Linked DNA regions of Mus musculus: region 2 is linked to region 1. Evidence: chromatin contacts called from public HiChIP or PLAC-seq data. All regions are on one chromosome and are shown on one strand. The core of a region is the stretch at or near the end of the contact, and the rest is flanking DNA. Distances in the headings are between cores, read along the strand shown. Region 1 overlaps Tbc1d9 (TBC1 domain family, member 9). Region 2 holds the start of Clgn (calmegin).

Evidence for each region. HiChIP or PLAC-seq counts read pairs in DNA pulled down with a chosen protein or histone mark.
Region 2: a contact with region 1 is called in a CTCF HiChIP or PLAC-seq map of stem cell-derived epiblast-like cells, with 3 times the contacts expected there. The contact joins the promoter of Clgn here to the enhancer-like site in region 1. A contact is called at or near these places in 4 of 39 promoter capture datasets (HPC-7-derived erythroid cells, cranial neural crest, embryonic stem cells and 1 more), 1 of 15 datasets of contacts at CTCF or cohesin (stem cell-derived epiblast-like cells), 4 of 484 Hi-C or Micro-C datasets (the C2C12 cell line, embryonic stem cells, induced pluripotent stem cells and 1 more), 5 of 115 datasets of contacts at active chromatin or transcription factors (embryonic stem cells, microglia and stem cell-derived neural progenitor cells) and 1 of 9 other capture datasets (embryonic stem cells).

Annotation. Positions count from the first base shown.
Region 1 is chr8:83,256,579-83,264,442 of GRCm38.p6, reverse strand. It overlaps Tbc1d9 (TBC1 domain family, member 9), which reads right to left. Exons shown (of 21, transcript NM_001111304.1): 14 at 5,350-5,448; 15 at 5,071-5,139; 16 at 3,284-3,524. Among named protein-coding and RNA genes, the nearest start is that of Ucp1, 30 kb to the left of the region's middle. Within about 2 kb of position 3,837, at least 26 of the 459 cell types and tissues checked have an H3K27ac peak or open chromatin away from gene starts, as enhancers often do. A contact at or near this core is called in stem cell-derived epiblast-like cells, where this site is marked.
Region 2 is chr8:83,387,165-83,395,028 of GRCm38.p6, reverse strand. It overlaps Clgn (calmegin), which reads right to left and starts at 5,187. Exons shown (of 15, transcript NM_009904.4): 1 at 4,929-5,187. Gm32377 (a long non-coding RNA gene) reads left to right here and starts at 5,540. Exons shown (of 5, transcript XR_878991.3): 1 at 5,540-5,618.

The DNA.
Region 1 (7,864 bases), core at 2,588-5,087:
TAAACAACTACAAAATCAGAAATGTATGAAGAGCACATTTAAGATTAACTCCAAATTCCTTACTTGAGAAATCCTTTCTCAATGCTTTTGAGTTCCCTGAAATATTTTTTTAACTTGTTCTAGCCTTCATTTTAATTTATTCTGCCTTTATAAGGTTTAATTAAAAGAGTCGTGCTTCTCTCCTTAAACTCTGAGCTGCTCCTGGAATCAGAAACATTTTCTGGAAGTATTTACTAAAGTCTCTAACTGAAGATGAGCCAGTTCAGGAAGAGGGAAGAGAGGCCTTGGAATCCTGGTGGAAAGGGACGATATGATTATCCCCGTGGGTTCTTATCTATAGCCTGCATCTATGCTAACATTGAACCAATGCCTCTTGGGACTGTTCTAGAAGAAATGTCTTCTGCATGGGGAAAAAAGGGGAAGCTTTTGGCTGGATAATCTCATTTACACCCTGGGTCTGACCGATGTGAACCACATGCAGCTCTCTCAGCTGGCTCTGACAGCAGGTACTTATTGCTGCCTAAGAAGTGGAGTCTCAGCAAGCTGCTGAGCTTCTGTCCCTTCTGTGTGATGGTTTGAATATGCTTCACTCAGGAAGTGGCACTATTAGGAGGTGTGGCCTTGTTGGAGGAAGTATGTCACTGTAGGGGTGGGCAATGAGACCCTCCTCCTAACCACATGGAAGCCAGTCTTCTAGCAGCCTTCAGGTGAAGATGTAGAACTCTCAGCATCTCCTGAACTATGTCTGCCTGGACCCTGCCATGTTCCTGCCTTGATGATAATGGACTGAACCTCTGAACCTGCAAGCCAGCCCCAATTAAATGCTGTCCTTATAGGAGTTGCCTTGGTCATGGTGTCTGTTCACAGCAGTAAAACCCTAAGCAGGCCATCAGTGGGTAGGCAGATAACCTGTGACCTGAAATGTTGCTGTCACCTCATAAGGCCTGCTCTGAATGTTAACTTCCAGTATGATGGTGCCATTGGCTTTTGAGTAGGTCAGGACAGTGCTGCCATGGAAATTGGAGTCCTTACTGAAGGAACTCACGGGTGGCTGCTTGCTCTTCCACCATGCATCAGTACATGGAGAGAACTGTTCACCACAGAAATGGAATGTGATGTTCTCTTGATCTTGGGCCAGTCATGCTCTAGAACTATGGGAAATTTATTTCTTTTGTGTAAAAATTATTCGGACTAAAAAGCATTTTGTTAGAATAGCTAAAATGGACTGAGACCAGTGATAATTTTTCTCACTCAGTGTGACAGTTACAGCACAAACTATGCCTACGGGCTGTCAGAATTCAAACCTGAAGTTTGTAACTTGTGCCTTAGGGCAAATAAATACATACATAGAAACCACTGCATTAGAGCCTGACATGAAAAATACTGTACAATTGTTCAGTGCCATCATTAGTCCGAAGGGCTGTTTGCATTGTGTATGCATACTTCAAACTCCTCCAGACAAGCCTACCCTAAGTATGTGCACAAGGCTTCACATAACTGTGAGGACAGAATTAACCTAAGAAGACTTTTTCCAAGCAACACACTTCCGGCTTCCTCTGACCTTCTAGACATTTTACCTATAGAGAAAGAGTGCTGTCTGGAGCCATCACTGACTCTAAACCTAGTCTTGCATCATTGCCTGGATATATCACTTCAAGCATAGGATGCAAGCACAACTGGCTACTACTGATGACTGCCAGTGTAATCAGACCTAGAATCACCTAGGCAGATTCTAGACTACGTTCACTGTGGTGGGAAGGCACATCCTAGATATGAGCGCTACCATAACATGGCTTGGGGTCCCAGACTGAACGGAGCTGAGCCTGAGAGCTCCAGCACTGATGTCCCTGCTCTTGACTGCATCCAGTGACCAGGCAGACACTTCATATGCACGCTGCTGATGCTTCCCCGCTGAAATGGACTGTGCCCTCAAACTGTGAGCCAAAAGAAACACTTCCAGCTTAAGCTGCTTAAGTTGTAGGTCATCTTGTTACAGGGATGAGAAAAGGGATGGATGCACAAGATAACAGACAGGCACAATTCCCTCAGAAAAATTCATCCTGACGTCCAGGCACAAGGCTTGCTACACTTCTGACTTCACATCGAGTGGGCCAAGCTCTCTTACCACGCAACAGTTTCTCCATCCCATTATAAATGGAATAAAGGTCCAATCACAGCAGAGAAGTGAGCAAAGCTGGTAGATAGCCAGCATCCTGTACCCTGCTGGTCAGGTGTCTGGTGTGCATGTGTGCGCATATGTGTGCGTGTCCTAGCCAGACGCAGTCCTTGTGAGAGTGTGCACATATCCCACTTATAGACAGTCCTTTAGCCAGGAAACAGACAGCAAAGACTTCCATTTATGCTATGGTTTTCCAGTCTTTAATTAAAATAGATTTGATGTTACTTAGAAATATTATGAAACCATATATTACAAAGGCTTACCTATATGTGATTATTCTATATAGGGTATCTCTTAATTTTTATATTGTTTTGTAAAACAATCCAATCCACCATCTAGCTATTCCTTTTTCCCTGGGAAACCTGTCAGGGTTGACAGGATATGTTAGCATTTTACTGCCATATGCATTCTCTATTCATGTATTTTTTTTAAAAAGCCTACATATTAGTTATTTATGTCTATGGTGTGTGTGTGCATGTGTGTGTGTGTGTGTGTGTGTGTGTGTGTGTGTGTGTGTGTGTGTGTGTGTGTGTATTTGCCACAGTCCTGTGTGAAGGAGGTCAGAGAACACTCTGTGAGAGTTGGCCCTCCCTCTCCACCAGGAAGGTACGGGAACTCAGATCAGACTTGGAAGCAGGCACCTTCACCAGATGAATCTTCTTACAAGCGCCCTGATAACATGTTCTGAACTCATATCAACATCTGTCTCATGGTCGGGCGTGGTGGCGCACGCCTTTAATCCCAGCACTCGGGAGACAGAGGCAGGTGGATTTCTGAGTTCGAGGCCAGCCTGGTCTACAAAGTGAGTTCCAGGACAGCCAGGGCTACACAGAGAAACCCTATCTCAAAACAAACAAACAAACAAACTAACTAACTAAACAACCCACAAAAAAAAACCCCATCTGTCTCATGTGTCAAGTGGGCTGTAGATTACCCATTAATACAGCTATTAACCAGACACAATCTTACAACTAGCATGCAAACCTTGTATGCATTCTTCCTTCCTCTAGACTCAGTGTGGGGACCCTGAGTGCTATCGAGGGGAACCCCAGGTGACACCCCCATTGTCCCCACCCAGCTCATACAAGAATATCGCATCCTTACTCAGCCCAGAGACGAACTCTCGGAAGTTAATCAAGGAGTCTCCATTCTCATCTAACAGCTGGAACAGGCGGGAGGCCAGCACATCGGAGTGTGTGCCACACGCCCAGGGAAAGAGCAGCACGAACATGCCCTTGAACTGCTCAAAGTCGATGCGGTACTGCTCCAGGTAAGGCAGGCTGGGGTCGTGTCGGTCCAGGGCATTGCTGCTCCCACCCCAGTAGCAGCTGGTCAGATGCTCAGCCTGAAAAATGTTGCAAAGTGGTTACTGTCACTCATACAGCCCCAGACCACTGCTGTTACCCTAGGCACAGTGTCCAATCTGCCTGTGTGTGGGCCTCCTACTATACACAGGAGCACCTAGCTTGTGAAACTGTAAGTCTAGAAGATACCATGGTGAGAACGAAGAGCTAGGCTCAGCAGTGGTTTCCTGATGCGGTGGATAGAAATCAGTGTTTCATCAGAAGAGTGCAGGAGCTTGACTTGTGTATCGAGTCAATACACATCTGGCCTCCCTACCAGGGGAGAGAGGAAAAATGACACTGGCGCCCTCTAGTGGTGAAGATGTAGGAGGGCGCATTAGGGAGACCCTTCAGGTCTATGCTCAGTTCCTGTAAGAGCTGTCTACAGGATGTCCATGCTTTCTTCTATGTTTGTTCCTAGATCATCTTTTCACCTGCTCAAAAGAACCACACTGAGATCTGCTGGTGGCTTTTGTTTCTGAGTCATGGTGTCACTCAATCCAGGCTGGCATCACCCTTGAACTGATGTTCCTGCCTCCAACTCCCAAGTACTGTGTTAACTGCCACACTCCAACCCGTGACATTGACCAGAGAAGACAAAAAACTTCTGTAGAAGAATCACATTTAAAACTTATTAGGTTATATTTTTCTTATTAAGGATCCTTATTGATCCTTATTAAGGATCAATACCAATAGTGGCTCAACGAACAAATGGAAACCACAGGAATTTAAGCTCATGATGCCCTTCGCTAGGCGTGTAGACAGTTTTTGTTAGGGTTTGGCTATGAGCCATCCCCACAACAATGCTATATGCTGTTAACTTGGTCCCTGAAGGATGGATCCCATCACTGAGATGTGACTGAGTCACAATTGCCTGGTCTTCCTTCATGAGTGGATTAATCATTTGCTGGCTTTATCGGGGCATGACGGAAACTTCTGGATGTGGAGCCTGGTTGGAGGAAGTGGGTCATATTCTAGAGGACTCTCTCTTGTCTTGGACCTCTCTTAGTGTTTTTCTGTTCCTTGGCTGCCATGCTGTGAAGATTTTCTCCTCCTTTTCCGTGATGTTCTGCATCACCACAGCACTAACAGAACTGGCCACCACCGCCAGGGGACTTGGGAAACAGTGAACTCTAACCACGTCTCCTACATACCATGCTGCTGCTTCTAGCTATACATTTTTTAAAGGGTGATTAGGAGCTTAGTAGGTATAGAAATTTCAGGCAGAATTTGAACTTTGATCACCACTGGTCTATGGAGTTTTAGAACTCAAGATCCCATGTCCTAAGGTCCAAGAAAACTAACTGTACCAGATGGTGAGGAAGAGAGCTAAAATGTCCACTTAAATTAATGCTGAGAGCCAATTTACTCTTCCTACTTAGCAGGACAGCTTTGTTCTCCCGGCTCTGTCTTCCTTCTCATGTATATTGGCGACCCAGGGAAGCCCCAAATCACCGAACAGAAAGATCAAGGACTCACTGAGCGATTACGGCTTCTTTTCATCATATTAAGTTCTTTTCATCCCTCTGAATTTACTTTGAAACTCACCTTGAAAAGAGCGTACAGTTCTTCCAGCTCATCGATGGTGAAGGACGTCTCCGTCACAATGGTCCGTACCTGTAAGGGAGCGCGCAGACTCAAAACATGGCACACCAAGAAAGCCTCTAGGTTCTTTCTCAAATTCTGCCAAGCTGGAGCGGGGGTTGGGGGGGTGGGGGGGGCGGCAGCAGGAGGGTGAGCTGGGAGGGGCAAAGTGAGGTATTCCCCGCCCCTGCCCCGCCCCCGTCCCACCGCCCATCCCTCCCCGCTGCCCTTCACGGGGCTTACCACATTGCGTTTGGTGGTGTCCTCCAGGGTCTGGATCACTTTCAGCCTCTGCTTGAATCGCATCTGCTCAATCAAATCGGCCCGGATAGTTCCAAATTTCTAGAAAGGAGGAATTTTGGTGTTTCTGAAAAAAATGTGCTCAAGCACGCAGGGTCACATGCACAGACTGGTGGAAACACCTGCGGTACAGGACGAACGACTCTGTGACAGTGATGAGAAAGCCATTTAGGGACTGTAAATCAATAATGTAGAGATTGTCCTATACCCAGTGACAGAACTAAATTTCAAAGTCACACGTGTCTTCTTCGAGTGAAAGCCCCTCAAGAAGAAAGCTTGGATCTGAGGCTTGTGGTTAATCACTTACGGGCATGGGGAGCTCTAAGGCTCAGAGAGGAGGAGGTAGGGAGGAACACTTGCCGATCTCCATGCTCCTTTATCCACACGGGCATTGTGTGAGCTGGCTATCTCTCCAAACTCTAACACCTAGCACTGCCTGATGTCTTCCTAACTCAGACAAGAAACCAAATCTTAATATTTATTTCTCCTAAACAGCCCAATTCAGGAGTTGGTAGGAATTGCCACTCCCTAATGACGAGAAGATTCACTCCCACTAAGTCTGCCAAGTTATCGTTTCCTTCTAGCTAAGTCAGTTAAGTCAGTTAGGAGAGAAAAGTTCCCAGGGTGGGGACATCTTCTGATCTGAACAGCAGCTCAGGGAGAGACTGCTCTACAGTGACCACCAGCAAAGGGCTTGCCAGTCAGGGTTGGGGACCCGAGTTCTAATCCCCAGAAGCCATACCAAATCCCTGCCACCCAAAAACCAATAATACCATTACTGGGAAGATGGGAGACTGGGATTTATGGGGCTTTCTGGAATGGCAGCCAAATTGTGCGGCTCTGTGTTTAGTAAAGAAGAACCTGTCTCACAAAAGGCAGGGAACAATTGATGAAAAAAGCCATTGTACAGAAGGCACAACATTTGTGCTTTCTAATGTATTGTTTAAGACCCAAAGTTTAGGAAATAAGAGGCCATAGAGTAAACAGGTACTGAACCTCAGGACCCAACAAACTGCCAGCTCTAAGGGGCCCTTAGAGTTGTCTTAGGGTCCTTCTGCCCCAGGAGCTCCTGACTCCTAGTCTGGAATGCAGCAGCAGTTTGGGCTGATTTGAGAGTATCAGGACTAGAAAGCATCTTCCTTCATCCAGGTGGGGCAGCCATGCAGGAACCCTATGACTGTGGGCTACTCCGCCCTAGTGGTCTGCATGTGTATGGATGGCCTTTGTCCACGCCTGTGACCACGATGACACCCATCAGAGAAGGCTTACGGGAGGAGTGGTTAATTTTGGCCTATGGTTTCAGAGGATGCGTTATGGGGTAAGGACACAGTGGAATATGGCAGCTCACATCATGGTGATCAGAGGACAGGAAAGGGTGGAAATTGAGGGCAGGGACAGAGCTCCCTGGGAGATGCCCCACTGATCTATTTCCTCCTATGAGGCTCTGCCTCTTACCCCCTACCACCCCCAGTCACTCCATCACACTGTAAAACCATCCATTCATTAGCCCCAAGCCCTCATGGGCCACCTGTCTCTGGAATGCCCTCAGGCACATCCACCCGTGCCCTTTTACTAATATTGTAGGTGTTTCTGATGACAGGCTTTGGGCTCCGCCCAGCCAATCTAGCTACTGAGCAAGTTCCAGGTCAGGGGGAGAGCCTGTCTCAAAAACAAAGGCAGCTGGCTCCTGAGGAAGGACATGAGATTGCTCTACAGTTCCCACATACACAAACACACATGTACTCGAAAGACACCCCCAACCCCACAGTAGCCATGAGGGGGGACAAATGTAGCAGCACAGGACTTCTAAGGCCTCAAGAGGCTGACATATAGGATTGACTTCACTTCCGTACAAGGAAAGGCAGCGCAAAAGCTCCTCCATTTTGAATTCTTGCTAAGGCCACTGTAGGCTTGACCAGAGCTATGACCCCTTGATGGAGAATCCCGTGGAAAATTACCCAGCTCTATTCAAGATCCTAAGATCAAGATGCCCCAGGTAACTTTTCTAGCTTGTCTTAGCCTGTTTTGTACAGACCCCCCTGCAGCTAGCTGCTTATCTTAGCTGCTTCTGCTGAAACTGCCAAAAATCAGGATGTGGTTTTTGCCTTTAAAATCCCAACGTTCTGGACACTTGGGGTCACATCTGGCTCCCTGAATACCTGGGTGTGGTTCCTGATGGCTGGAGTAAAGATTTTTAATTGGCTATGAACTGCGCAGTGATCTATAGTGGGAAAACTGGAACACTTCAAGGACAGGCCAAGATATAAAACAAGACTTTTTCTCAGTAAAACGAAAAATAAATTAAAAATAAATAAATAATTGTTATATCCGCAACTGTCTACTCCAGGTGTTCTCATTGCTTAGTGTAAGAACAGGCAATGAATTATTTGTGACGATTTCCTGGGACTGCGCCTCTGTTCACCAAGTGCTGAATCTGACACGCTTCTAGATCAGGTGT
Region 2 (7,864 bases), core at 3,938-6,437, 130 kb before region 1:
AGTCCCATACTGGGGCAGGCTGTCTGCTGAGGACCAAGTTCTATCCAACTCATCCTTTTTAAACTCCCACAGTCATCACCTGGTTATCTGACCGGATGTCTCTTCAAATAACCAGAACTGCAGTGTTCGAGAGCAGCCAAGGCCGAATGCAGCATGTTGTCCTCTTAGCAGAAGTGCTTAGCTTGTGTAATTATGTTCTCATGGACTCTCATCAGCATATACTAATTCAAAATTTCTCCCCAGGTGCCAACAAACTTCCAAATGAGTACTGTTGGGCACTGAGATAGTTCCATGTCATTGATTCCAAAGGAGTCATACAATAACACATCCTCTCTCCTTCCTCTCCCTCCTCCTTCCCCTCCTCCTCCTCATGTATATGGGTCTACTTAAGAAGGGTGGGCCTGGCAGAGATGGCACTACAAGTACCAAAATGGCTGTTACAAACAATGATGACTGAAAACCACACAGACTGGAGGAACTGAAACCCTCACACACTGCTGAGGTACGGCAATGTACCATACCGACAGCAGTAGGAAATAATGAGGCAGGTTTCAACATGTCCAGTGATAGCACTCACGAACAGTCAAAATAAATAAAGCCTAAATCCTCACAAATACATAGATACAGGTCATAAGATACATTTCGTGTATCGATTCAAATGTGGGCCAACTCAAATATCCATCAACTCATGAGCATACAGACATAAGTTGAAGCCCTCAAACCCTGGGGAAACATCTAGCAACAGAAGGACAGGAATGCTGAAACACAAAACTATTATGCTTAGAGAAAAGCCAGTTATGAAATAAATCATAAATGTTGTACCATTTCACTTTAAAGAAGCCAGAAAACCTACAGAGCTGGAGAACAGATGAGAGACCAGCTAGTCAGGGCTCAGGGAGAGAGCTAGAGGCTTATCCTTTGAGGGCGATGAAATGTCCAATATTGGAATCTGGTAGTGGTTACCCAAATCTATAAATATAATTACACAGATTAAGCACTTGAACTTGATAATATACACATTACATATCATTAGAGCAGTTTATGATACAAATCACAAAAAGCATTATTCTCCTTAACTACTTCAATGGATACAATTTTTTCCTGAGATCAAAACTTTAGATGACTGTTCGAGCCAGATGACCCCTATTTCTTCTAAAGGTTGGTAGCTACCACCCTAATGTTTCCTTTGGAAATACACATTTTGAAAACCACTAAACAGAAATCTACCTTAATAGGAGCTTTCTATACTCAGGTACTGCCATTTTTATGGCCAGAGACAATACACACACACACACACCATAAATAAATGTAGAAAAAAAATCGATATCACTTTGAAACCATGTTTTCTCTTTCAAAATAGATTTTCAGTTTAAGTTCTGGAGAGTTCACATTGTCAACTTGACAAAATCTAGAATCACCTAGAGAAAAACTTCAGGGCAGGCCTGTTCATGGGGTGTCTAATTGTGTTAATTGAGGTATGAAGACTCATCTTAACGAGGATGACAGCATTCCGTGGGCTGAGGCCCTGAACTTAGGAAGAGGAGAGAGTGAGCTGAGGACCAGCTCTCTACTCCCTGACTGCAAACTCTGTGTGAGCAGCTGCCAGGCCTTTCCAGTCACAATCGACTGTGTCCCCTCAGACTGTAAGCCAGAATAAACAAACCCTTCCCTCCTTAAGTTCCTATATCCAGTATTTCTGTCTCAGCAACAAGAGAATGAACAAAGGAACAACTTTCCTGTCCACTTCACCATACGCTGATTCTGCTTTCAGTTTCTGAGGACCTTCACATACTTTCTGCACTGGCTGTACCCAGGGGACCAGGGCTGTCTGCCTCCCCAGCACGGGGCTTACAGGTGCATGTCACCACACTAGCTTTTCTTCTTCTTCTTTCTTCTTTCTTCTTTCTTCTTTCTTCTTTCTTCTTTCTTTTCTTTCTTCTTTCTTCTTTCTTCTTCTTCTTCTTCTTCTTCTTCTTCTTCTTCTTCTTCTTCTTCTTCTTCTTCTTCCTCCTCCTCCTCCTCCTCCTCCTGCTCCTCCTCCTCTTCTTCTTCTTCTTCTTTTTTTTTTTGTTTGTTTGTTTTCAAGACAGGGTTTTTCTCTGTGTAGCCCTGGTTGTCCTGGAACTCACTCTGTAGAGCAGGCTGGCCTTGAACTCAAAATCTGCTTGTCTCTGCCTCCCAAGTGCTGGGATTAAAGGTGTCAGCCACCAAGCCCAGCTCTTCTTATAAACTTGAGTTTTAAGCCCTGGACTAAAGTCTGAGGTGCCTTTTTAACATATCAAAGCAGACCTGGCCTCCAGGTTTTCCCAGCATCCCTCAGTCCCTACCCTATGCTCTACCCTGAACTTTCCAGCCCAGGGGCTGAGCTGCCCTTTCACCAGAGACTCTTCCCGTTGGCCTCCTGGCTGCTGGTCCTGGTTCCCCTCTCCTCTCTCCTTTTTCCCCTCCCTGCTCTCCTCACATGGCTCAGGGTCCTGAGGACTCTGGATTCTCTCAGTTGTCTCTGCCTCTGGCTAATCTCCCTCTTGTCTATGGGAATCTAGCTCCTGCAGCACACCTAGAAACAGTCATGTCCTTTCCTTTTCTCCTTATTTATTTATTTTCTTCATACACTGTATATACTTTTTGTTTCTCTCTATGAAAGCTATCTGAGGATTCCCGAACCTTACTCACAGTTCAGAGGTCACTCTTTAGCTTTGGGGACTTATTCGCCCTCAAAGACGACCCACCACCTTCCTTAATTTGAGCTTGCTCTTTCCCCAGGATTGAGAAATGCTTGTTATTGTGGCCATTGAGATGGCTCAGACATCTGAGCTTGCTGCTAAACCTGAGGACCCAAGTTTAATCCCCAGGACCTACATAGTGGGGGGGGGGGGGAAGAACTGATTCTTAAAGCTGTCCTCTGACCTCCACATGTGTGTCCCAGTACTCGACCACCCCACAAATAAATGAATAAATATATACATACATATAATTTTTATTTTGAGACAGGATTTCTCTGTGTATCCCTGGCTGTGTTGGAACTCACTATGTAGACCAGGCTGGCCCAGAAATCAAAGATCCGCCCGCCTCTGCCTCCCAAGTGTTGGGATTACTTTAGTAATCACATCTGGTTTAATAAATGTAATTTTAAAAATTGTAAACACGCTGTTCTGTGTCTTTAATTCCCTTTTCAATTGGCACCACATGTAGTCAACCAAATGGTTCCAAATGTATGAACTTGGGCTGGGAACAAGAACACAGCCAGAACGCTTGCCTGTATCCCCAAGGCCCTGGGCCCCCCAAAACGAAGCAAAATAGACAGAATATAGTCTCACTGGTCCCCTGGGGTGTGAATAGGAGGGCATTTGTGGAATGAACACATTTTGATCCCTCAGCCTTCATTAGGGACCTAGCCTTCCTGACAGATACTAGTAAGTTGTTGTTCAGTGTCATGTCCACTCCTGCTAACCTTTATAACCAACCCCTGCCATCTTGTAAGCCTGGTGTTTGTGAGAAAAAAAAAAACAATTCTTAAATTAGACTCTACTTTAAAAAATGTTTAGTAATTATGATCATATACTGCCCCTTCCATGACTCATTCTTTCATTCTGAATATTTGCTATATATCTACCCATCTATATCGATATCTATCTATACACACACATACACATATACTTTAATTACATGTATGTGTTTCTCTTTTGTGGTTATGTACACGTATGTGTGGGTGCCAGAGGAGGCCAGAAAAGGGCATTCGAAAGCTCCCTGCCCTTGATACCTTGTCACTAAGTGACTAACACTGTTGTTCAAAGGACAACTGAACTGGTTCCCTTCTCTGGGCCTCTTGTCACCCATGAGTTGAGAGAAAGTCCTATCAAAGCTGACAGTTCCTGTTTTCTAATTACATAATAAAGAAGGAAAGTTTAGTAGACACCAAACAAGCCCAGAGCCCTGAGCCCCCACCTGCTAGCTGCATATCCATCAGCACACGCCACCATTTACAGACAACAGACCAACAAGACCAATCAAAACAAGACAAAAAAGACTATCTTGAGTTTAAGGAACAGGATCAATGTGTCTGGATGACCAAACCAACAGACTGTAGACTAGAAAATGGTCAAAATTACAATTACCAAAAAAAGAGAGCTACCTAGGGAGATGTCAATTTTTCAGGGCAAGAAAAACAACCATGATTTACTATTCTGTTTCAACATAAATTAATCTTCGTCAGAGATATTGAACCATTGACCACCTAATTTTTAAATTTTTGTTTTGCCTAATTTGTTTATTTCTGTTTATACCTTCGGTCTCCAGCTCCCAACTTCCTAGCCTTTTGCTCTTTAACCCCAAACAAACCCCTGCATAGCTTCTTCCTCCTGGGTGGGGCAGATGCCACTTAAACTCAGCTAAAGTATCTGACTGATAGTAAACAGGCTTTAGATAATGAGACTCTAGTCATTAAGGTTTTCTGGATTCAACACAGGGCCGGTTACTCCCCAATGGCTCCTGTTAGGCTCCACCCAAGTGTCTAGGGAGTGGCCAGGATTCTCTGGCCACCTTAGCCAGGTTTGAGCGTGGGGGTGGGGGAGGTAGGGTTCTTTGGCTTCACAGAGAAGTGGGCTGCAAATGTGCCCAGGTTGGTTTTGTTGCATTTTCTAGAAAGATGCGAGAAGAACTCTCCAGGGATTGTGGTAGAGCTTCGTGGAACCGGGCCACACAGTGGCAACAGCAGCTGTGGCAACCGCTGGGATAACGGACTTGAGAGAGGCGCCAGGCTGGGCAGGGCAACCTGGCCTTCCCCAGTGTCAGGGAAGCAGAAGGAGGACCCAAGGGACTCAGGGTGGCGTCTCCCTCCATCCAGGGCTGATCTCTGTCCCCGAGGTTGGCAGAGCCCACCCAAGAGTCTAACTCCCACATTCATCCCTGAACTCATCCTCCAGCCTCACCTGGCCGCACCAAGCTAAGCCTTCTTCTAGTCTCAGAAGAGGATGCTGCGGGGCACCTGGATCCGATTTCTCACCCGGTCCCCAGAGAACAAGCCGCAGGAAGGCGGCCCGCGGTCTACACACCTGTCCTGCGGGCTTGTGTCCAGCAGCGGCAGCTCAGGTGTCCGACTGGCCGCTACTTGGTGCCCGGCGTCTCCCCAGAGCGATCCCGCCGGCAGCCGCCCAGCAGCGACTGCTAACTGCGCGTGCGCGAGCGGCCGCGCGGGAGGATGCAGGATGCAGAGGCAGCCCCAGTGCGCAAGCGGCCCGCTCAACCGCCGCTCGGGACCCAGCGGCCGCGCGCCTGGGGGGATGCGGTCCTTCCAACGTCAGTCCCTCTCTGGAGCTCAGGCTGCTGGCTCTGCAGACTGCTCAGTTCTTCGTGTCGCACCTTAATTGGTTCCCGGATGGATGATGAATAGATGGATGGTTTTGGGTTTTTTTGTTTTTCTTTCTCTTGTTTTGTTCTGATGACCTTAAACTTTTTGATCCTCCTTCCCTTCTTCCTGACTTTTGGATTTGCAACGCCACACTGTTATGCAGTAGTGATTGAAGCCCTCTTGGTGGGGTTATGCAAGCTCTGTATCAGTTGATCCACATCTTTTGTTTCCTCAATTTTATCTCAACGTTTTTAAAAGAGTGCCAGGGCAGGTGTGCCAAATTCATACGCTGAAATTTCCCTCTATATTTTTGTGTTTTAGTAGCTGATTGTTCATGGTTATCAACCGGGAAGCTTCCTATTTCACACATGCTCCTGGCTTGCTATTACATTATAAATGAAACTGTACATTTTCATTTTGTCAGTATTAATGTTAATAATTTGCCACAGACACATAATTGGTTTTTTATTAATCTTGAACACTCCTTGAAGGCATTACCTGCTTTTTTCTCTGTATGTTTACAATTCTGTATATTGTTTGTATCGTCTTAATTTGTGTGACCAAACTTTGAGTCTGTGTAAACGTTCTGTTTTCTGTTCATAAATGTTTGAAGTCTGCCCCTTGATTTAGGATCTGTCATTTTTTTGCTTGACTCAACTTTACTGTGGTTTCAATACAGTAATTTTAACTAACTGTCTTCATTCCTTATTAGGCACAAGCAACATTTTTAAAAACTTAACACACCTCCATCCAAGAGTCCATCCTATTTAGGCATAGAGTCTGTTTTATCCAGTCACTGTGTACAGTTACTGTGGTACCCAAATTGTCCTAGGTTTAACTGAAGGAGGTGTGAAGGGTTCTTTGGAAAGTCAGTTGGGTGGTGTTTTGCTGGGACAAACACTTGAAGGAGCATCTTGTTAAAGTGGACATAGGTGTGAAAGGCTACAGCAGACTCGTGAAGGAATGTTACACTGAAGCAGACACAGGAGAGAGGATGTTCTGCTAAAGCAAACATGTGAAAGGACACGTGATAAAGGATTCTTCGCTAATGACATATGTATTGGTGTGCCTTACATTGTGTAGTTGAGCTGTGTCTGTCGGGACTCCATAGAAACACATTAAAGAATTGTTGGTAGTGTGTTGTAGTTTTTGTTGCTTTTGCAGACTTGGGCTGATTGGCAGAGTGATGTCAGCTGAGACAGACGCACATGCTAAGGCAGGACCTGTGGAGGACACGTGATGTTTAGAGGGAGTATAAAAAGGACCCAACTAACAGTGACAGGGGTTGAGCTAGGCTTGCTTATCGAGCTAGCTGTGCAACATTTGTTAGTCACGAGTCTTTGTTGGTCTATGCTTGGTTGAGAGAGGCATAGTCAGAACTTTTCTTGGTGTTCCTCTTGGTCCCTCCTGCTGACTCAAGCCAAGGCTGAGGCCTGGCTGTCTCTGCTAGGTCATGCCACTGCTGTCGCTAACCTGACTCTACTAACCTGGACTGCTGGTGTATCTGTGAAGTGTTTGCGAGTGGATCGAGCTGCCGCTACTGACCTGTGACTTGAACTGTCCATTTCTAGACAGCACAGAAGTTGCTCCAAAGAACCTTTCTGGATAGGTTTATTGCTCCATATCTTTTTTTGTTTTGATTTGTTTTTTTTGTTTGTTTTTGTTTGTTTGTTTGCTTTTTTAAGACAGGGTTTCTCTGTGTAGCCCTGACTGTCCTGGAACTCACTTTGTAGACCAGGCTGGCCTCGAACTCAGAAATCCGTCTGCCTCTGCATCCCAAGTGCTGGGATTAAAGGCATGTGCCACCACACCCAGCTGCCAAAAGCTTTCTTGACCTCATCCCTAGCAATCATAGACTTGTGGAATGTGATTTTTAAAAAGGAGCTTAAATACTCCCCTACTCCTTTCAGCCTGAGGTTCATCCACGTCTGAATCCGAAACTTGCATTTGCTTATTGCTTTGTGGCTTTCCACTGTACTGATGTACAGCTGTTTATAATTCTACTTTTCAAATGGACATTTGTACAGTTTCCAGTTCAGGACTATTGCAAATAAGGATGCTGCAAGCATTTCGAGGACAGAGGTTCTCCCTCCTCTTCAGTAGCTATAAGCAGAATGGATGAGATGCCTGGGGTATCTGTGAAAGAAGATGCTATGTGTTACAATGTGGCTGTGTGATTTTAAGATCCCATCAGCAATATGCAAGAGTTCTTGTTGCTCCACCATTGTTAAGCATGGTTTATCTTTAATCTGAACCTTTTGGGTGGCTGATCAACAGTATCTCAGTTGTTTAAGCACTATGTAGCTGTCTCATACATTACTAAATGTATTTTGTCAGTTGAATTGTCTTGTTGTTGAGGTTTGGTCTTTTGCTGTGTTTTGTAATATTAAGTGCGGTCCCCAAGACCTGGTTGCCCCAGAGATGAGAGAACCTGCTGCATGTAGATGCAGGTAAAGCTCTGGGACCTTACCCCCGAGTTAGCTCTGACTATAAGTAAAGATGCTGACAGCAAATAAC